7 separate regions of the Mus musculus genome follow, and all the other regions are linked to region 6. Evidence: chromatin contacts called from public ChIA-PET, HiChIP or PLAC-seq and promoter capture Hi-C data. All regions are on one chromosome and are shown on one strand. The core of a region is the stretch at or near the end of the contact, and the rest is flanking DNA. Distances in the headings are between cores, read along the strand shown. Region 1 holds the start of Slc5a5 (solute carrier family 5 (sodium iodide symporter), member 5). Region 2 holds the start of Ap1m1 (adaptor-related protein complex AP-1, mu subunit 1). Region 3 holds the start of Sin3b (transcriptional regulator, SIN3B (yeast)). Region 4 holds the start of 1700030K09Rik (RIKEN cDNA 1700030K09 gene). Region 5 holds the start of Kcnn1 (potassium intermediate/small conductance calcium-activated channel, subfamily N, member 1). Region 6 holds the start of Fcho1 (FCH domain only 1). Region 7 holds the start of Smim7 (small integral membrane protein 7).

Region 1 (2,855 bases), core at 107-2,606, 830 kb after region 6:
CCTTGCAAAAACCTGAAACCCCGGGCTGGAGAGATTGGCTCAGTTAAGAGCACTGACTGCTCTTCCAGAGGTCCTGAGTTCAGTTCCCAGCAACCACAATGTGGCTCACAACCATCTGTAATGGAATCCAGTGCCGCCTTCTGGTGTGTCTGAAGCCAGCTACAGTGTACCCACATGTAAATATAAAATAAAGTCTAATAAGAAGAGAAAAGCCCTTTCAACCTCATCAGTAATGCCCTCAAGCCCGCCTGCCACCTAGGTTTAGGAGACTGCCCTAGCCAGGCCTCCCTCCTAACCAGCACCTCCAGGCAGGCAGTCCAGCCAGTATACAGCATATGAGGCCACCAGGGGGCGTGTGCCTTAGTTTTACTTATCAGACCACCCGGGAAGTACAGACGTGGCTCAATAGGGAATCAACCCTGAACACCCCAGAAACGGCCAGTTCTCCAGAAAAGGGTCCCGGTGACAGTTCTGCATCATCCCAAGCCCTGGGTCCCTTGAAAGCCACTATCAGCAAACTTCTGTTCTGGACCCAGGTATGCCAAAGTACCTGCGACAAGAAGGGAGAAATGGGTATCCAATGAACCCTCACTTGTCATCCCAGCACTAGGGAAGCCATGGCAGGATTGACACACCTTTGTGGTCAGCCTGTGGGAAAGAAAGGAAGAGAACAGGAAAGGGGAGGACAGCCAGGTCAGGTGTAGTGCACACTTGTGTTCCTGCCGGTAGGGTGGGCCTTGGTCAGGACTCCATACCAGCCTGAGCTACATGAGACTCAGCCTCAAACGCGTGCGTACACGCATACACACACACACACACACACACACACATACACACACATACAACCATAGGTCCAGACTGCCCTGTGCAGGTAGGGAAACTGAGTCCTAAACAGAAGGAAGAAATTCTCCAAAGAGAACCTGAGTGCCTCCCACCGGGTTAGCAAGGGTGGACAGTTCCTTCTCCCACGCTGCGGAGAAAGGCAGATGCTCTCTGGGGGGAAGGCTCGAGTCTCGTTTTTCCTTATGGGGCCCGGAAGTCCCCGAAAGTGAACCCCAGTCCTGGGTTCCTCGTAGCTCTGGTTCCTAACTCCCGCAGGCTGTGTGAACAGAGGGGAGCGGAGGTCTGAGCCGTCCAAGGCCCTTCCTGTCTGTTCACAACTCTACACGGAACAAGCCCTAGATGTGGGAGAAAGTGTCAGGAGACGCTAGTGTCCCCCCAACCCCGTTGCCCGCACCCCTGAAGGCCCGCTCGCCCCAGGACGGAAAGGGTGCGGGTCGCGCCCGCCTCCCAGGCTGGGGGCGGGGCCGCGCTGACCCCGGAGCCCAATAAATCCGCCGCGCGAAAAGCTTGTGGGTCGACGGCCCAGCAGGAACTCGCGCTGCGACGACGCTCGCTCTGAGAGTCCCCGACGTCCTCCGCATCCTCTCCGTTCCGAGTTACCTGTCTCCATGGAGGGCGCGGAGGCAGGGGCCCGGGCCACCTTCGGCCCCTGGGACTACGGCGTGTTCGCGACCATGCTGCTGGTGTCCACGGGCATCGGTCTGTGGGTCGGCCTGGCCCGCGGCGGCCAGCGCAGCGCCGACGACTTCTTCACCGGGGGCCGGCAGCTGGCGGCAGTGCCTGTGGGGCTGTCGCTGGCCGCTAGCTTCATGTCGGCTGTGCAGGTGCTCGGGGTCCCCGCGGAGGCAGCGCGCTACGGTCTCAAGTTTCTGTGGATGTGCGTGGGCCAGTTGCTCAATTCGCTGCTCACAGCCTTGCTCTTCTTGCCGATCTTCTACCGCCTGGGCCTTACCAGCACCTACCAGGTAGGGGACTTGGTCCCATGGGAAGGTTCCGGGAAGATGCCGCGGGCACCGGGCAGGGCCAGGAAGGAGGAAGAGCCAGTCCGGGCCCCACAGCTCGCAGCAGCCTCGGGGCAGTGGCCTCCCGCTGACACCTGTCCCTGCGAGTGCCCGTACCAGCCACCCACCGGCGCCCGACAGAGTTCAAACGCCTGCAGTGAGGTGTAGGATTTCCCAAACGCTCAACAACTGTAGTGAAAACGGAATAGCATCCACTTGCAGTTTCAGCACTAGGGAGATTGAGGCAGGAGGATTGCCATGAGTACCAGGCCAGTTTGGACTCCCTAGGGATACCCCAGTTTCAAATCTGAGGGCGCAACTAGGCACCCTGAAACAACGGTCCAACAAGTGTAGCGACAATATGAAGTCCCATGTGTGATATCTCAGTACTAGAGAAGCTTTGGCAGGAGGATTGCTGCGAGTTCCAAGCCGGCTTAACCTACACAGAGACTCTGTAAGCTCAGTTGGGCACTCCGGAACAGAGTAGAAACAGTGAGGATGGCTGAGGGGTCACTTGCCCGGTAACCTCCAGCCCTTGGCTCCCTCTGCAGTACCTAGAACTGCGCTTCAGCCGAGCGGTCCGGCTCTGCGGGACGCTGCAGTACTTGGTGGCCACGGTGAGCGAGCTGCCCGCCCTGCCACGCCCACACGAGCAATTATCATAGCCCGCTCCAACCTGACCTCACGCCACACCCCTCATCCTACCTGGCCCCGCCCCCTTCCAGCTTGAGCTAAGCTTCTCTGGGACATACAAGGACCACGCCTATAGCTCTGCCCTCATTCTGCCTATGGGCACCCTCTCACCTAGCTCCACCCCATCCTACCTAAAAACACCTTCTTGCAACCTGGCTCCGCCCTTTCTGCCTGATCCGCGCTCTCTTCTTTCTGCCTCCAACCCGTTTGCCCGCCCCTTGCCATCACCGACCTCCCCACCCACAGATGCTGTATACTGGCATCGTGATCTACGCACCTGCGCTCATCCTGAACCAAGGTCTGGCTGTCGGGAGCGGG
Region 2 (2,877 bases), core at 162-2,661, 510 kb before region 6:
AAGGCCAGCCTGGTCTACAGAGTGAGTTCCAGGACAGCCAGAGCTACACAGAGAAAACTTGTCTCATAAAACCAAGAGAGGGAAAAAGTCAGATTCTGCTGGGAAGTACAGACAGGCAGATCCATGCGTTTTAACGGTTCAGGCAGCCTAGCTCAATCAGTCTAGTGACCCGAGTTCGATAACAAGAGCCCATGTAAGAGTAGCAGGGGTCTCCTTCCTCCACACACCCGCAGAAACACACAAATGAAGATTTCTTTCTCAGATAACGCTGGGCAAGATGCCAGGGTCCTGTTTCTGTGCAGGGCCTTCATGTCTCAGCAGTCTTTGTTATTCCCAGTCAGGATAGCTCTCCCTGATTCTTCAGTTGCAGCTGCTAGTCCATTATGAAGACATGGCCCCAATAGGTATTCATCTATTTCTGTTTTTTCCAAGTGACTAAGTTGAGCTATGACAGATTAGGCTAACCCACGGTGGCCCTGGGCTTAGCACCTGCCTGGCGAGGATGCTTCCAGGCCGCTACTTCCCAGTAATCAGTGTGACTCTAGGCACTGTTTCCCCCTCTAAAACCACACTTTTGTTTGTTTTTGTTTTTCGAGGCAGGGTTTCTCTGTATAGCCCTGTCTGTCCTGGAACTCACTTTGTAGACCAGGCTGGCCTCGAACTCAGAAATCCGCCTGACTGCCTCCCGAGTGCTGGGATTAAAGGCGTGCGCCACCACGCCCTTCTTAAAACCACACTTTTATCATCCGCTTCTCTTAATGTCATAGGAAGCTCAGTGGCTCTAGGGAACGCTGAAGCCTGTGGAGCGAGGGACCGACCTAAGGCCATAGTTCCCGCCACGCCTCTGGCCAAGGGTCGCACGGTCCCCGGGGCGCAGGGTCCTGCTACAGGAGTTCGCAGGAGAAGCTAGAGTCCGGTACCCAGGCGAACAAAAAGGGAAAGGGGCAAAGCGGACAGTTACCTAGCAACCGCAGCCCACCAAGTTGGCTAGCAATGGGGCGGGACTCGCGGAAAGACCACCGCCCATTTCCTAGTAACTTGGTAGGGCTGGCAAGTGAGGCTGCCCCGCCTGCCTGACGCCCTAGCTGGGCTGGTCGGCCAGTTGCCTAGCAACAGGGTGGGTCCTGACAGGGCGAGGGCCCGTTGGTTGCCTGGCAACGCGGAGGGTGGCGAACCCTTCAGTACCTTGCCCTTCAGATCCAGTACGTAGACGGCGCTGGCGGACATGGCGGCTTTGGAAGGTCTCGGCAGTAGCCGAGGGCGGCGGCAACGGCAGGAACTGCGGGCGTTCAGCAAGGCCCGGCGCGCCCCGAGACACTTCCCCTCCACTTCCGGTCCATGAAGCAGCGCGTGGACCGTTATGTCCGGTCTGAAGGGAGCCGCAAGTGCGCAGGCGCGTAACTGAGTGCAAGCGCAGTAGGAACTTTTTGGCAGTATTTTTCACCCATAGCTCAAACGGGCCGGAAGTCAGGGGGCGTGGCCTTCCTGAAGAGCGGGGCCTGGAGGACCAGGGCGGGGCAGCTTTGTCATTACTCCTTGTACCTGAAGGACTAGCTGTGGAATGAAGGTGGACGCTTCCAAGCCTGTTGCTGTGAGAAGACGCTGAAAGCGGAACCGATTTGGAGTTGAGCCTTTTTTTTTCTTTTTCTTTTTTTGTTTTTTCGAGACAGCCTTGCTTTCTGCAGAAGTCAAGTAAACTAATATCCCGTCACTGACTGTGACTCGCCGTTAGGTGGCGCTTAAAGGAAGTCAGTCTCCCAATGGCAATCCAGCCTTATCAGCAATCACTTGTCACTGTCAACCTCTCAACTGACTGGGCTTCACCCGTCTTGCCCCAGTGAACCCAGGGTAGCACGTGTGTAACTTAGCCTGTGCCTAATTCACAGTAAGGCTGAGCCGGGCGTGGTAGCTAGCGCACGCCTTTAATCCCAGCACTCTGGAAGCAGAGACAGGCGGATTTCTGAGTTCGAGGCCAGCTTGGTCTACAAAGTGAATTCCAGGACAGCCAGGACTATACAGAGAAACCCTGTCTCAAAAAAACAAAACCAAAGTAAGGCTGATTAAATTTTAATTCTGCCATTCTTCTTTTTTCGAGACAGGGTTTCTCTGTATAGTCCTGGCTGTCCTGGAACTCACTTTGTAGACCAGGCTGGCCTTGAACTCAGAAATAAACCTGCCTCTGCTTCCCAAGTGCTGGGATTAAAGGCGTGCGCCACCACCGCCCGGCAAATTCTGCCATTCTTAACCACCTTTCTGCCACCGAGAGATCAAAGGAGCCCATCAACACTCCTCCCCGCCCCAAGGGCTTTTTTTTGTTTTTTACTTTGTGTGGTTTTTTACTTGTGTGACACATAGTGAAAGATTCCCGAAGGGAGACCCTTACTCAGACACTTAAGTCCCGGGACAGCCGCGTACCCAAGAAGACACTGAGACCATACATAAAATGTAGAAGGTAAGATTTAATAAAGCAGCGACATGAAAGCACACAGACCAGAGCTCTGGGGTCGAAATAAAGCAGCAACATGAAAGCACACAGAGCTCTGGGGTCGAAACTCATACACCTTAGCACAGGGTAGAGGAGTCTCGACAGTCAGCCAAAATTTTTCACAGGCTTATATAGTAAAACTCAAAGGGGGAGAACTGGGCAGGAAAAGTACAAGTTTACATCACTAGGGAGTTCTGCCAAAGGAATCTAGGTAACTAAGGAGTCATGTCCTATCAAGGAATCTACGTCAGGAGGCCTTTATCTCAAAAATGTTCTTGGAACAGTTTTTTCGAACTTTAGGGTGAGGAGTTTTGGGGTGAAAAGTTTAGGAGTGTTCCGAGAACAATCTCTAGATGGGAGGGGGTGGGCTCCGAGGTAAAAAATTCATGTTC
Region 3 (2,870 bases), core at 52-2,551, 1.0 Mb before region 6:
AACAATCAAAATCTGTACCCCATTTATTTTCTGTATTTGGGCATGTACCACAGATCTCAAGGGCAGGTCAACAACTTGTAGGAGTTAATTCTCATCTCTCTAGGGCTGAAACTCGGGTGGTCAGGCTTGGTGGCTGGCACTGCTACCCTCTGGGACATCTTACCCACCCCCAAATCAACATTTTAAATAAAGACTACACCCAACACTCCCTGTTCAGGCCTCGATTCCCCAATTCCTTCACCCCTTCCAGGAATCCCATCAGTTCCTCAGAACCACCTCATCTTGCGACTGTTTTAGAAGAGATTCCCAGGGCCCTCCAATCCTGTGCATGATTAACAGCTGAGGAGACACAGTGTAGTTGGTTTGGGGGTTAGAGGGCTCAGCCCCCAGCTCCTGGGTGTACAAGGCCCTGCAGATTACCTCTGGCTTTTGAACTCCTTCATGATCTCCAGGAAGCCGTTGTAGGTGGCAGGGTCACTGCCAAAGCGGATCTTCACCTGGTCGAGGTAGGTGAGAGCGTCCTCCACCTGTGGGGAACAAGAAGGCCAGAGGTGGGCCAGGGTCGCGCGATGCAGTGACTGATGGCTGGAAGGCCAGGGATAGAAGAGGGGTGGCACGGGGCAGCAGAGGGCCGCGAGGATAACTGCGGTGTTACTGGGAGGGCCGACGTCCGACTAGAAGGACCGAGAGCCTGCGGGTAGGACCAAGAGCCTGCGGGTAGTCCCGAGAGCCTGCGGGTAGTCCCGAGGGGCCTCGAGGAGTTCCGGGTTGGACCGAGGACCGGCGGGGACGACCGAAGGGTCTCGAGGAGGACGCGAAATCCCTTGGAAGACCGAGGGGCGTAAAAGGGAAACTACGGGCCAACTAGGAGGATCGAAGGTTTTCGGGGTGCACCGAAGGGTCCCGGGGATGACAGGGATCGCAGGAATGACTGAGAGATGTCGAGAAAGACCTCTGTATCTCTGAGAAGTCCGAGGAGCGGCGGAAATGAATTGTTAGGGGGAAACCGAGGGGCTGCCGCGAAGACCGAAGGATTCCGCGGAAGGGGTGTGGGGTCCCCGGGCCCGGCTGCGCAGAGAGGAGGCCAAGGCGGGGCCGCACGGCGGGGCGCCATCCCCGCGGGGGTCCGAGTCCCCAGGAAGAGGCTAAGGACATCACTCACGTGCACCGGCAGCTTCTCGTGCCCTCCGGAGCCCGAACGACCCCAGCGGGAGCCACCGAATCCCCGGCCCGCGGAGCCTCCGCTGCCTGCATGCGCCATGTTGGAAGTCAGAGCCGCTTCTGCCCCGCCTCCGCCTGAGCCCTGGTCGCGCTTGCGCGGGCCCCGCCTCCTAGGGGGTGGAGACTCGTGGCGTCAAATAGGGGAGTGTCCACATAAGGGCCTTGCTGGACGGGGCGGGAGGTCTTTCTCAACTTATGTGCCCTGGGGGTCTGTGGCCACCTGGAAGGCCTAAAGTGTTTTTTGATTTGTTTTGTTGGAGGGAAAGAAAGTAAAGCAAAGTTGAAGAATATTTCAAAACGCATTAATTCTATAAACTTCACATTTCAGTGTGCAGGCTCGCTTGTGATCTCAGTACCGGGGAGTCTGAGAGGAGACCACTGAGAGGTCTAACCTAAACTGGGGTACATAGTTAAGACTGCATCTCTAGGGGCTGGAGAGATGGCTCAACGCTCAACGGTAAGAGCACCGACTGCTCTTCCGAAGGTCCTTAGTTCAAATCCCAGCAAATACATGGTGGCTCACAACCACTCGTAATGAGATCTGACGCCTTCTTCTGGTGCATCTGAAGACAGCTACAGTTTACTTATTTATAATCATAAGTAAGTCTTTGGGCAGGAGCGAGCAGGGTTGGCAGGAGCGAGCAGAGGTCCTAAAATTCAATTCCCAGCAGTCACATGAAGGCTCACAACCTTCACTGTAGTGTACTCAAATACATTAAATAAATAAAACTTAAAAAAAAAAAAAGAAAAAAGACTGCATCTTTAAAAAAAAAAATGACAGTTAGGTGTTGACCTTGTCTCAAAAAGAGAGAGAGGGAAAACAAGCTTAGATGTCTGTGTTGACCCAAGACCTCAATAGTGATATTTGCAAGGCTCTGGTGCTTTCTGGAACAAGTTTCTGAATGTCTATTCTGTGAGGTTGATACAGCAATGGGCTGTAGGTGAGCAGCATCCATTCAAGAGCCATGTGGACTGAATTCTTGCACTGGGTGTGTATGTGTGTGTGTGCACGTGTGTGTACATATGTGTAGGTAAACTCACTCCTGTGTGTGTGTGTGTGTGTGTGTGTGTGTGTGTGTGTGTACAGAGACCAGAGATGGGCACAATCTTTTATCACCCAGCCCTTGTGTTTTGGGGGCAGCATCTCTTACTGAACCTGTAGCTCATTGTCTTCACTTGATACAGTGGCCATGGGTCCACCTGTCTCCACAGTAGTGCTGGGGTCACAGCCCCTAGTCTGGATCCTCCTGCTTGCTTAGAGCAAGCTCTTTACCCATTAACTCCTCTCAGAGTGACATTCCTTGATTCCGTTCACAAATGTGTGCAAACCTGGATCATGGGACCTCTGCTTCCAGGCTGACCTATCCTCCGTTCCAAACACCTACATAGTGGCTCACAACTGCTTGTAACTCCAATTTCAGGAGATCTGGCACCTTCACTGACCTCTGTAGACACTAGGCACATGTGGTACACATGTGATACATGCCAATTGAATATCCATATATTCATAAAACAACTTTTAAATTTAAACAAGGTGGAAATCAGAAGAGGAAACTACTTGATGTGGACCTCTGGCCCCCACATGCTTCCATACACACATGCATCCCTATGTGCACATGATAACATAAGGACCTAATCAGCTCTCACCC
Region 4 (3,026 bases), core at 484-2,983, 720 kb before region 6:
GTACGGGGGGGGGGGGTCTGAGGTATAGCTCACTAGCTAAGGAGCTGTTTGGTACAAAGCAAGCCCTAGGCTCTGTTACCAGAACCTGCCCCCCACCCCCCCAAAAAAAGTAAAATTTGAAACCAACAAAAGAATACGTTACCAAGAACACCTTTCCAAGGTTGCTCCTGCTGACACTGGAGCCAGGGAGCTCCTGGTTTCTATTTGCTTCTTTTTCTCTAGAAGATTCCATCAAGCTTCTAAGCAGTAGCATTTCCTCCTCCTCGTCACTGGCAGATTCTTTCTTTGTGGGCAGCAGAGCTTGCTTCCCTGTCCCCACTGCCAGCCCTGGGGACCTCGCTTCAGTGGGCAGCTCCTTCTTCTTCAGAAACCTGCTACCGTTACCACTCGGCCCATCGCTCTTTGACACACATGTTTTGTTCACTTGTTTCTGGAAAGTTCTGTGTGGGTACTGGGAAGAAACAGAAGCTGCACCTGTCCTCTTAGGAAGACTCTGCTCGATGGATGTGGAGTCAGACTCCACATCAGACCAAGCCATGGGCACCTGCTTCCGATTCAGGATCTTGGTTTCAATCTGGGCCAGTTTCCTAAGGGCCTCACTGGCTCTGGTCTTGGAGGAGATGGTGGGAGGCCTCAAGCCCAGACTCACCCCCCTCCCTGCCATGGCCTCCTCTTTGGGCATCAAATATTTCTCGTCCATCGTTTGGTTTCTCTTTAAGATTCTGCTCTGCCCAGGTGTCACTTGGCCAAGACTTCGGGCTTGTAAGTTTCTGATCTCTTCCATCCTCGAGCTATCTAAGAACATATCCCTTAAGTCAAAACCACTACGTGGAGGGCCAAAGGGTCTTCTTGTGGAAGCCATTCTAGGAAAATAAAGATTGTGTTTTCAGCCTTTAAAAGTACTTCACTGTATAAGTATACTTTTTGTTTTGTTTTTATTTTTTTCAAGATAAGGTTTCCCTGTATAGCTCTGGTTTTCCTGGGAGCTCCTTAGATCAGGCCTGCCTCCCAAGTGCTGTGATCAAAGGTGTATGCCACCACCACCCAGATAAAAGTATTTCTTTTAATAAGCTGTAGGGCGTGTGGGACAGGCATAAGAACTGGTAAGGTTGAGTGAGCTCAAAACCAAAGAATCGGGGCTGGTGAGATGGCTCAGTGGTTAAGAGCGCCGACTGCTCTTCTGAAGGTCCCGAGTTCAAATCCCAGCAACCACATGGTGGCTCACAACCATCCATAACGAAATCTGATGCCCTCTTCTGGAGTGTCTGAAAGACAGCTACAGTGTACTTACATATAATAAATAAATAAATCTAAAAAAAAAAAAAAAAAAAAAAAACCAAAGAATCTCAGAGAGATTTGAGGACAGGCGTCCAGATTCGTACCTATATCTGTACCTGCTCTGGAACCTGTAACCAGGATACACAACTGAGAGGACCCATATCACACAGCACCTGGAGTTCTTCTCCATGCTAATAACACTGCCTATACTCAGTTTCCTCGCTATTGTTTGCAAGCCCTAAGGGATCATGCCCCATCGCTCTCCAGATGAGGAACCTCTGGTGTGGGTATGCCGCCCGTTTTCCTGAAGCCCCTTGCCAACCCACTTGATCACTGTGAGGTCACCTGAGTAGCTGCGTTGGCTTCTTCCCGCTAGGCTTCAGCCTCAAAGTATAGGCCCCAGTGTGCGGTTGCCTCAGGAGACAGCGCCAGAGCAACTAGAGACTACATTTCCCGTCGGCCACCGCGCTCCACCCACCAATGAGCAACTCAGGTCACAATCCCGGGCGTCACGGGACCAGTAATTTCAGCGCACCCATTAGCGTCCCCAGGTCATAATCCCAAGGCATGCCGGGAGTTGTAGTTTCTGAGTTGCGCCCGTCAAGCGGTACGGACGCCTGAGAGCAGAGAGTTGAAGTCGCACGTGCAGCTATGGTCTCGGCTCGTGCATTGCTCTGGGCCATCTGTGTGCTGCGCGTGGCACTAGCCACTGTGTACTTCCAGGAGGAGTTTCTAGACGGAGGTGAAGGCGATTGCCGTGGTGGCTGGTGGCCTGTGTCCACCATCTATGATATGGACCCGTGCGCTTTGCACCACTAACCCTCCTGTCTCCCCACAGAGCGCTGGAGGAACCGCTGGGTGCAGTCCACCAATGACTCCCAGTTTGGGCACTTCAGAGTCTCATCGGGGAAGTTCTATGGGCATAAAGAGAAAGACAAAGGTTAGTGTAGAATCGGGAGCAAATAGAGTAGAGTTAGAAACCTCATGGCACCCTGACAACGCACCCACCGTTCAAGCCAGGACACTGAGGCACATGCAGGCTCTGCAATACCCTGTTTGGGTTTACATTCCTTTACGATTGACCAGAGTAGCCGGGCGGTGGTGGCGTACGCCTTTAATCCCAGCACTCAGGAGGCAGAAGCAGGTGGATTTCTGAGTTCGAAGCCAGCCTGGTCTACAGAGTGAGTTACAGGACAGCCAGGGCTACACAGAAACCCTGTCTTGGAAAAAGAAAAAAAAAAAAAAATTGACCGAAGTGTGTTTTGGTTTAGTCTTTGAGCAGTCTCATGTAGCCCTAGATGGCTCTAACTCTCAGCCTCCCAAGTGCTGGTTACTTTTTCCACATCTATGTATGTTGGAGGCAGTATGCACCTTGAGTGTGGATTGGAATGACAGTGGAGGTGCTCAGAAAGTGCTGGAATGACAACTGGAGTCAACAGGAATGACTGTGTTGGCATTTTTCAGTAGTTGCCCAAGATCATCTCACTTCATGAAAATTGGAACCATGCTGTAGCACAACCTAGAATCCTAGCACTCCAGGGTCTTCATGAGGCAGGAAAATCACAAGTTCAAGACCAGCCTAGCTATAGAGTGAGCTCTGGCCCACCCTAAGATACAGCCAGGTCTTGGCACAAAACAAAAAGAGGGGAAATCAAAATGAAAAGTGGGGCCAGCTAGATTGGCCTGTGGCCAAGCTTGGTAACCTGAGTTTGATCCCCAGAACCTACAGGGTGGAAGGAGAGAACCTA
Region 5 (2,980 bases), core at 389-2,888, 870 kb after region 6:
CCCAGAGGCCTCCAGGCCACCCCAACTGGTTGCTAGGATACCTCCTCCTCCAGGGGCTCCTTAAAGGCAGGGTGGGCCCCAAGAGGGAAGGGGTAAGTCTTAGAGGCAGTGACTGCTGAGCCTGTGAACTCCTTGATTGTGGTCACAGGCACCATGGGGGTGCATGTTGAGACAGGCGCCTGGAGGAGAGCTAGATGGACAGTGAGCACCCCAATTTTGATGACAAACGGGGGCATGCCCCCAATCCCTGGGGGCTGTGAGAGGCTGAGGTGTGTCTCAGGAGACTGAGTGCTTTGCCAGTGTTTATGACGCCCTGGCTTCTGTTGTTAGCACGGAACAAATGGGGCTTGGTGGCCCAGGCCTATCCTGTCAGGTAGGACCTGAGAGGTAGAGGCAAGATGGCCAGTTCCAGGCCATCCTCAGCTCTATAGTAAGTCTGAGCCTCACAGATATGAAACCCTTTCTAAAACAAAAAGCAAAACAATTCCTGGGTAGGGGGTAGGCAGGGAAGGCCCACAGCCACAGGCTGAGGTGGCCACATGCAGAAGGTTTAGGGGCTGGAGGCAGAACCTGGTGCTCTTGGCCTGTCCCTCTGTGGTGTCTCCTGGAACCTGCTTACATCTATCACCCCAGGCTGGTTCCATCTGGCTCCACCTATGTGGATAGTGCAGATGTGGTCCCCAACACCTGGACTGTCACTCTGTTGGTGGCTCTGCTGGGGCTCAGTGCTGTCACTGCTCCCAGGCCACTTGCTGGCCACACATCTGCCCCTCAGTCCTTCCTGAGGCCCTCTAAACTGCAAAGACATTGGGCCAGGAAGAAGCAGGAGCTGGGTGGCTGGGGTGGGGGTGGGGAGGGGATTAGGGAGGGGATACACACACTCATCGCTCGGCTGCAGGCAAACCTCAGCTCCCCAGCTTGTCAGTAATCACGTGACTGAAGGGGCGGAGACTAGACTCCTTGGTCTCTGGGATGTCTTAGAAGACACCTGAAACTCCAGCACCTTAGGAAGTAGGCTGAGAGGAGGATTTCAGTGAGTAAATTCAAGATCAGCTTTGGCTACAGAGCTATCAAAACAAACAAACAAAACCCAAGACCACAAAAAATGTTGCATGAGCTGGAAAGGGGGGCCCAAAACTGTCCCAGCGCTCAGGAGGTGAAGGGAGAAGGAACAGAACTTCAAGGCCACTCAAGGCTAACCTGGACTCCCTGGTAAGTTCTAGCGCAGCCTGTACTTCACAGTGAGTTTGACGCCAGACTAGGTTATGTGAGACCTTGATTCAAAACAAAAACTTTCATGAGTGAGCTCTGTAAGTTTGGCTTGAATGATGGGGGCAGAGCAGGTTCGGGGGTCTCCCCAGCCCTGATGATTGCAGCTGCCTGGAGCTCTTTCTGCCCGCAAGGCTAATAGGGTTTAAGATCGGGGTCCCTGAGGTGAGCGGGCTTGTCTGTCCCCAGAGATGAGGTCCAGGTGTGCAGGATCACCTGCAATAGCCAGCTGCCTGTGCACAGATGCCCATCACCGGGGTTCTTATTCTTGCCCAGTGCCCAGGAGGGAGCTTTAAGCATGGGCGGAGCCTGCGGGGTCATGGGGGTGGGGCCTGGTGCACTCAGCCAATCCAAGGCGCCGCTCATACGGGGCGGCGCTGCTCCCCCTCCCTGGCCGGTCTCGGCGGGGACGCGCTGGCACGAGGGTCCAGGTCCCCGCCCGCAGGTATTGGCGAGAGGAAGCGGGGGTGAGGGGGCTGGGGGGGCAGTAATAGCGGGTCCCTGGGCTATGCGACTAGGGACGACGCTGGGGATGGTGTTGCCACGCGGTCAGGGGTCAGGGACACAGAAGAGAGGGTGCGCGTGTCCCCCGGTGAGGGAAGATTGCGAGTGGGAGACGCTGAGTCCATAAAGTCCATGCACAAGGATGGATGTGATACGGCCAGTGACATGAGCACTCTTCGGCCACCCTAAACTGAGGTCAAGGTGCTCAGTGACAGCACCTGGGCTGCCAGACTGGCCTTGTAAGCTCCCTGGTAGCCGGTGTGCAAAGGGCAAGCAGAGCCGGGCACCCTGAGGAGTCAGTGAGCCTGGTGAGAAGAGCTCTGGCACCCTTCCTCAACTCCATTTCCCCACCAGCTGCTGGGGAGGCCACCTGACACAGGTCTAGTGTCTTGGGAGTTTCTGTCATGAGCCGTTATCACTGTGGTTCCTACAAGAGTTGTGGGAGGTGGGTGCCTCCTTGAGACTCACAGCAAGGGACACCTATTGATCCGATTTTATTTTATTTTGAGACAGGTTCTCAGGTAGCCCTAGTTGGCCTCAAAGGCCAGGCTAGCCTTGCTGTTTAGCACCTCTTGATAGGTATGTATCACCAGTCCTAGCATGGCGACTTACACCTGCCATCCCAGCACCTGGGGTTTGCCACAGTGCCAACCTGCACTATAGATTGAGAGCCTGTCTCTAAAGTAAATAAATAAAATTACAGAAGACAAGAGAAAACGGACTGAGCTGGTACCCCAGGCTCCATGACAGAAAGCAGCTCTGTCCTCAGCTCACAGCCACTCGGGCAGAGCCAGCCTGGTTCCCTGTCAAGGTCCTGCCCTCAGCCACCGCCAGGCTGTGTCCCTTAGTCTGTGTCTGACTCGGTGCTGGCAGAGGATCCAGGGGCCACCCAACCTCCCTCAGCTTTGCTCTTCTTTTTAAAACCAGAAGAGGTATCCCCCTTGTGCCTGGGGCAACAGACAGTCCTTTTAACTGGAGGCTCAAAACACAGCCAGCCCAGGACTGGTCACTGAGCCCTGCCTGCTCTGCATCTGTCCTGTGCCAGCCAGCCTGCCCAGGAAGAGGCTGTCTCAGGGAACAACATGGCAGCACCTAGGCTTGGCATATGTGTCAGACAGCTGAGTCACAGCCCCATATTGCCTCTTCACCTGTGTGTCTTGCAGGCACCCAGGCCACCTTGTCACCTGCTGTTGGTAGCTTGAGGGGC
Region 6 (2,837 bases), core at 293-2,792:
ATTACAATCACACTTTTCCTCCTGATAGTCCACATTCGGGGAAACTTTCTCCCATTTCCTGTGTCCTCATCACGGAGATACGACTGAGTCATGTCGAGAATGAGGGCTGCTATGGGGGTGCACACCCCTGAAAGGGCCTGGGAAGTCTTGAGTTCTAGACCAGCACCTGCCTAGAACCAGTCAATGACAGGTGACAGTGATCACAGGTCAAAACCTGTTCCATCCGACTCTGATGGCTTTGCTTCAGCCCCTGGAACCCACCCTACTCCAGCTCTGGACACAGCAATGGCATGCATGCACACATCCACACACATATGGGGAGGAGAGAGAGGGAGGAAGGAAGGGAGGGAGGGAGGGAGGGAGGGAGAGAGAGAGAGAGAGAGAGATGCTTTTCTTACCATTCTCAAATCCCAGAACCCAAAGGTGACTCGAGGGCTCTTGGGCCAACAAAAGGACATGTGAAAAATGTGAACAGCATGGAGAATGGAGAGCGGGCTATCTTACCAATTGTGGCAGATGGTCACCAGTCAGCTGGGTGTGGGGCCTATCTAAATGTTTAATCTTTATTGTTTGAATTGATGCATAAATTGATTAATTGATTCATTGGTAGTGTGCACATGCCACAGGTTAGAGGATACTTTTCAGGACTCTCTCAAAAAATCCAGGCTTTGCTACAAGCATCTTTGCCCACTGAGCCATCTCACCGGCCCTGAAGCTAGTATTTAGCTATGTATGGTTGCCATCAGAACCCGGCATCATTTGGGGCAGAGCTGCAGTAGATGGTTCAAGTAAGAAGTGGGGCAGCCTCAGTCTGGGATGGACCTGGATTTGATTCCCACCACAGGAAAATGCCCAAACTGAGGTGTCTGGGGTCCAAGGCTGCAGGGGCATGTACTGGAGATGAAGGGCACTTAGCTTTCTGGTTGTGCCCAGGCCAGTGGTCCCACTTCCTTGGAGGTGCTTCTGGGGCAGGGAGAGAGATGGCTCAGTAGTCCTGAGGATCATCATGCTGCCATGTGACCCTGAACAAGAAACGGAGCCCAGGCCGGGGAGTTAAGTCTCTCGAAGTTGTCATATGGGAGTGGAGTGGACATGTGGCTCTTGCTTAATGCTGGGGCAGCCTGGCTTCATCACCAGCACACAGCCTGAATAAATAAATGGCATGTCACATGAATGGATAGACCAGAGTTGCTATATGACCTCCAAAGCAACTCCTAGCCATGTTCCTTGATTCCTTTGTTTGTAAAATGAGGCTCAATATTAAATGTCACCTAATTCACAGCCTCGGAGGGGTTCTCCAAAGAGCCATGTATGCAGTAGGTACTTAATAAAAGCTATCCCCTCTTTCCCTCCCAGTCTCCCGAGAGACTTGACAGGTGCAGAGATCAAGGAGCTTCTCCTGTCACTTTAAAATATGCAAATAGCCTGCGGATGAATTTCCAGGCTCAGCCAACCAGTGCAGGGTTTATGAAGCACCGCGGGGCGGAGCTCCTCCTGACCACACCCATGGCGGGGCCAGCAGCGCGCTCCGCAGCGCGCGGGGAGGGCGGGGCGCGGGTCTGGAGCGCGCAGGTAGCGCCGCGAGAGGCGGTGAGTGTCCCCGGCGCGGGGCTCCGGTGCGGGGTGCGGGGTGCAGGACGCGGGGGCGGGGTGCGGGGCGGGGACGCAGCCTCCATCCTGACCCGGCCCGAGCGCAGGTGCCGTCTGCAGAAGGCGGGGCGCCACTCTATGGCATCTCTCAATCCTGGGCTGGGAGGCTGAGACCCCCCCCAGGACCCCCAATCCCTCTTCCGGGTCTCTAGCCTGGCCCTAAGCTGGGGGCCGCCTCCCTCGCTGCCCCTCTTCCTCGCCTGGGAACGAGGGTCTCCTCCTTTCCTTTGCACCCGCTCTAGGGTTGGTAGGCTGGTGGGGGTTCTGTAGGGCGAGTGTGGTGGAATTGCGGGGTATCTGGAGTATGGAGCGCGGGATCCCCTCCCGGGGGAACGGGGCCTGGAGAGGCCTGGAGCCTGCACCAGGGACTCCCGCGCCCTGTTAGGGGGGCAGCCGGCATCTGCTCCAAGGGACAGAATTAGTCTAGGTGAATGAGGATGGGGTGCAGAGAAGGTCGGGGATGGCCGCCCCTCCACTTGCCCTCAGCGTCGCAGGACCTGCTTCATGGTGACCTTGGGCAGGTGACAGCACCTCCCTGATCCTTAGTCTCCTCCTCAGAATATAGAGGTTGAGGAAGCCAGACTATCTGTCTCAAATTCCCAACACCTGTGCCCCATTTTCTCCAGATGGGGACCACAATCTTTAGTCAAATGTTAGGGCACTCTGGTTTTGGCACTTTAAAAGGGGTTGAGCCTGGTGTGGTCATTACAATCCTCTGGTGGCTGAGGCTGGAAGATCTGCAGCTTGAGGCCAGCCTGGGCTACATTCACAGACTCTGCCTCATTAAAAAAGCATAAACAAAACAAACCATGATTTTGATTGATGGATACAGTCTAGCCTGGGGCGGAGCAGCGAGACCTAAGGCCAGCAGAGGACAGTTTCTATCTGACCATAAGATGGACGGGCCTCCAATCAAGACCCAGACTTTGTCACTGTGGTCCCACCCATGTGGCTGCCCAGGTCACACCCTGACCCACATACCATCACCTACAATAGGGTTCCTAGGCTGGTTCCTGGGCGGGGTCCCAAGTGGAAGGTCAGGTCTTAGTCCCTGCCTCTTGCAGGATAGTAGGGTGAGTCCCAGGCAGGAAGCCTGACACCCCCAAATTTGTGTGCCCAGACTGGACTTAAACTGAGCCTTCTGTGAAGTGGACTGAAAGTCTGTAGGAAGATCAGAGGTGGTTGTG
Region 7 (2,861 bases), core at 353-2,852, 850 kb before region 6:
GTCATGGCAGCTGACGTCCAGAACATCTGACCCTCGCCCAGGCAGGTCCGATCCTTGATTTGGAACCTTCGCCACCATCAATCCCCCTTGCCCAAGATTAAGTTCAGGAATCCTTGCTCTAACCTGACTCTGGCCTTTTCGTTGCCCCCGCCCTCAACCCCAACCCCGCAGCACCTGTCCTCCTAACCGTAAACAAGAGCGCTCCTTTTCTTCCCTCCCACCTCATTTGCAGCCTCCTTTCCACAGCGCCTCTGTCCCCAGGGTTCGCTCCTCCACCTGCGCGAGCGTGGGAGCACTCCACGATCTCAGCCTCTGCCTCCTCCCCCATCCAGCTCCAGGATCTAGCCTGTCTCCTCCTTTCGTCTCCATCATCAAGCTAGGGGCAACCTCCCTCCTGGTAACTCCTACAATCCTCGACTCACCTGGCTCATACTTCAGGTAGATGATGGAGACGATGAAGTAGCTGAGGTCGAAAACAGGGAAGAGCGGCACCCGCGAGAAGCTGAGCGCTAGCTCGCCCAGGCTCAGCGCTGACATCAGGTCCATGGCGATGGAGGGCGCCTCCCCGGCCCCGTGCGTCCCGCGCCCCGCTGCCCGACGAATGCTCCCTCGCCACTGAGCCCGCCCCACTGCCAGGCACCGCCCCCCGCCTGCCCCCACCCCTCGGGAGAGGAGGGGTGGTGGGGGACTCCTAGCAGCCGGGAGCCCAAAATGCGGGGCCGTAGGGACGTCAGAACTCGTTCAACAGAGCCAAAAAGGCGATCTGTCCCCTGCATCCAGCACACACAAGAGGGAATCTTGTCCTTAAACATCTGCGTAGTTAGAATCCTGTCCCTTTTCCATGGGACTAACCAATTCAGGACCCCTATTTCCCTCAAAACCCGCGCCCTCGGAAGATCTCAGCCAAGAATATCATGTTTCATTCCTGAGGATCCAAAGTCAGAACCCCGCCTCCCACAAGGGGACCTCAACCAAACCCTCACGTTCTGTTTGGTTTTGTCTCTCTAAAAGGCTCCACAAGTCAGAACCCTCCTCTTTGTGGACCCCAGCCCAGACTGGATCCACTAAGTTAGGACCCTCCCGCTTCAGGAGGCCCCACAAGTTAAGATCCATCCTCTGTAGACCTTAATCCAGGCCTTATGTTCTGTAAGTCTGTCCGGTCAGGACTCTCATTCTCCGTGGGGTTACTCGAGTCAGACCTGGGAGGTCCGTGGGAGGTACAACTCAGGCAGGAGGTCATCCTGACTCTATGCACTCTGAGCCGGGATCGCAGTTCTCCGTGGGGACCCAAGTGGAGTCCTTTTGGAGTTCAGGCATCTGCCGCGCCCATATCCATATCCAAGCCGTTCACGGGCGGCTCAAGGGTCAAGGGCGCAATTTCTGTAGCCCGGAATCCATAGCCCAACCAACCCCCGAGCGGCATCAACAGCAGGGACCAGCTGTGGCACGTAACACTGAGCATGCGCGCGCGCACCCCAAGCTCCGCCCTGTAGGTGACATCATGCTACATCCTCAGTCGAACCCAACCAATGCTGATTCAGAATTGGTCAGTTCTCGTTCCACTTTCCGCCCCTCATCACGGCTTCCGTTTCCGGTTTGACGGACGCCTTGGGTGTAAGGATGATCGGAGACATACTGCTGTTCGGGTAATATGAATGAGGGGTGTTAGAGGTCGGAGAGTGGCAGTCAGAGGGGTGGGGGTGACCCTTACTGACCGTTACTGTCCCTCCGCAGGACGCTACTGATGAACGCCGGGGCTGTGCTCAACTTTAAACTGTGAGTAGGCCGCGACAGGCGGTGTCCCAGACAGCCAGGCCCTCCCACAGCCAGTCCCCGCCCACACCCTTGGTCACCGCCAGTCCCGCCCTGTGCATGCTCCACGCCCCACTAATCCTACCTCTAGCCACGCCTCCGCGCTGCTTCACCAGGCTCTGACAGTTCTGTATCACTCCAGGATCTTTAAATCTGTACTCTCTAGACCAGGGAACGGCTCAGCGGGCAGAGGCGCTTGCTGCCAAGCCTGACTACTTGAGTCCGATTCCCGGATCCCCCATGGTAGAAATCCTGTTGATTGTCCTTTTGATCTCCACACAACTGCTGCGGGATGGCACACTCATTCTTTTTTTTTTTTTTTTTTTTTTTTTTGGTTTTTCGAGACAGGGTTTCTCTGTGTAGCCCTGGCTATCCTGGAACTCACTCTGTAGACCAGGTTGGCCTCGAACTCAGAAATCCGCCTGCCTCTGCCTCCCAAGTGCTGGGATTAAAGGCGTGCGCCACCACGCCCGGCCCGGCACACTCATTCTTACTTGCAGATTAATATTAAACAAACAAAAAAAAATCTGCACCCTGGGATTGCTTGCATCTCCAAAGAGCCTCATGCTCAGGCTTATCCCTCAAGAATGCCTTTCTGGCTCTTGGACCCACTCTATCCTGTCTGTGGCTGCACACCCAGCTGTGATGGACTAGGCTGGTTGAGAGTGTCTCACAGAGGGTTGTATCACTGCCCCAGGTCACACTGCAAGTCGGGGGCAGAGCTGAAGTTCATGCCCTTCCTAGCTGAGTGTCAGGGTCAGGAAATCCGATGGTGTTTATGTTTCACGGAAAGCTGGAGTTATCTGCTGTTCTTTATAGGAAAAAGAAGGACACACAAGGCTTTGGGGAAGAATCGAAGGAACCCAGCACAGGTAAGCATGTCTTTCTACCTTCAACACTTTAAGTCGATTCCAGGGTGCCTGTTCTCTCTCACCAACCTGCGCTTTCCTCTCTTTTTCCTTTTTATTGTTGAGATGTGGTATTAGAGGGCCATGACTAGCCTTGAATGCCTGCTCCCTCTGCCTCTGCCTCTGCCTCCTAGGTGTTTG

The links. Promoter capture Hi-C pulls out the DNA fragments that hold promoters and counts their contacts. ChIA-PET counts read pairs in DNA pulled down with a chosen protein or histone mark. HiChIP or PLAC-seq counts read pairs in DNA pulled down with a chosen protein or histone mark. Capture Hi-C pulls out chosen DNA fragments and counts their contacts.
Region 1: a contact with region 6 is called in a promoter capture Hi-C map of neural stem cells. The contact joins the promoter of Slc5a5 here to the promoter of Fcho1 in region 6. A contact is called at or near these places in 2 of 39 promoter capture datasets (hippocampal neurons and neural stem cells), 4 of 484 Hi-C or Micro-C datasets (CD8 T cells, LSK cells, the MNK3 cell line and 1 more), 5 of 115 datasets of contacts at active chromatin or transcription factors (astrocytes, bone marrow-derived macrophages, double positive thymocytes and 2 more) and 2 of 9 other capture datasets (liver and macrophages).
Region 2: an RNA polymerase II ChIA-PET map of memory CD8 T cells shows a contact between it and region 6, with 60 read pairs. The contact joins the promoter of Ap1m1 here to the promoter of Fcho1 in region 6. A contact is called at or near these places in 4 of 39 promoter capture datasets (the 3T3-L1 cell line, the C10 cell line, pre-B cells and 1 more), 1 of 484 Hi-C or Micro-C datasets (B cells), 5 of 115 datasets of contacts at active chromatin or transcription factors (the 230-238 cell line, large pre-B cells, memory CD8 T cells and 2 more) and 1 of 9 other capture datasets (embryonic stem cells).
Region 3: an H3K27ac HiChIP or PLAC-seq map of double positive thymocytes shows a contact between it and region 6, with 2.6 times the contacts expected there. The contact joins the promoter of Sin3b here to the promoter of Fcho1 in region 6. A contact is called at or near these places in 1 of 39 promoter capture datasets (erythroid cells) and 1 of 115 datasets of contacts at active chromatin or transcription factors (double positive thymocytes).
Region 4: an H3K4me3 HiChIP or PLAC-seq map of bone marrow-derived macrophages shows a contact between it and region 6, with 5 times the contacts expected there. The contact joins the promoter of 1700030K09Rik here to the promoter of Fcho1 in region 6. A contact is called at or near these places in 2 of 39 promoter capture datasets (cranial neural crest and pre-B cells) and 2 of 115 datasets of contacts at active chromatin or transcription factors (bone marrow-derived macrophages and double positive thymocytes).
Region 5: a contact with region 6 is called in an H3K27ac HiChIP or PLAC-seq map of double positive thymocytes, with 7 times the contacts expected there. The contact joins the promoter of Kcnn1 here to the promoter of Fcho1 in region 6. A contact is called at or near these places in 2 of 115 datasets of contacts at active chromatin or transcription factors (double positive thymocytes and memory CD8 T cells).
Region 7: a promoter capture Hi-C map of liver shows a contact between it and region 6, with 2.2 times the contacts expected there. The contact joins the promoter of Smim7 here to the promoter of Fcho1 in region 6. A contact is called at or near these places in 3 of 115 datasets of contacts at active chromatin or transcription factors (large pre-B cells, memory CD8 T cells and pro-B cells) and 2 of 9 other capture datasets (adipose tissue and liver).

What each region holds. Positions count from the first base shown.
Region 1 is chr8:70,891,258-70,894,112 of GRCm38.p6, reverse strand. Slc5a5 (solute carrier family 5 (sodium iodide symporter), member 5) reads left to right here and starts at 1,356. Exons shown (of 15, transcript NM_053248.2): 1 at 1,356-1,808; 2 at 2,396-2,461; 3 at 2,784-2,835. The coding sequence starts at 1,452.
Region 2 is chr8:72,238,552-72,241,428 of GRCm38.p6, reverse strand. It overlaps Ap1m1 (adaptor-related protein complex AP-1, mu subunit 1), which reads right to left and starts at 1,411. Exons shown (of 12, transcript NM_007456.5): 1 at 1,186-1,411. The coding sequence starts at 1,227.
Region 3 is chr8:72,721,701-72,724,570 of GRCm38.p6, reverse strand. Sin3b (transcriptional regulator, SIN3B (yeast)) reads right to left here and starts at 1,301. Exons shown (of 19, transcript NM_009188.4): 1 at 1,163-1,301; 2 at 421-527. The coding sequence starts at 1,261.
Region 4 is chr8:72,442,587-72,445,612 of GRCm38.p6, reverse strand. It overlaps 1700030K09Rik (RIKEN cDNA 1700030K09 gene), which reads right to left and starts at 1,733. Exons shown (of 8, transcript NM_028170.2): 1 at 1,624-1,733; 2 at 143-863. The coding sequence starts at 862. Calr3 (calreticulin 3) reads left to right here and starts at 1,835. Exons shown (of 9, transcript NM_028500.3): 1 at 1,835-2,020; 2 at 2,117-2,218. The coding sequence starts at 1,930.
Region 5 is chr8:70,855,666-70,858,645 of GRCm38.p6, reverse strand. Kcnn1 (potassium intermediate/small conductance calcium-activated channel, subfamily N, member 1) reads left to right here and starts at 1,638. Exons shown (of 10, transcript NM_032397.3): 1 at 1,638-1,714.
Region 6 is chr8:71,724,386-71,727,222 of GRCm38.p6, reverse strand. Fcho1 (FCH domain only 1) reads left to right here and starts at 1,542. Exons shown (of 28, transcript NM_028715.3): 1 at 1,542-1,590.
Region 7 is chr8:72,569,789-72,572,649 of GRCm38.p6, reverse strand. It overlaps Smim7 (small integral membrane protein 7), which reads left to right and starts at 1,602. Exons shown (of 5, transcript NM_172396.3): 1 at 1,602-1,646; 2 at 1,735-1,776; 3 at 2,632-2,684. The coding sequence starts at 1,621. Tmem38a (transmembrane protein 38A) reads right to left here and starts at 827. Exons shown (of 6, transcript NM_144534.2): 1 at 423-827. The coding sequence starts at 546.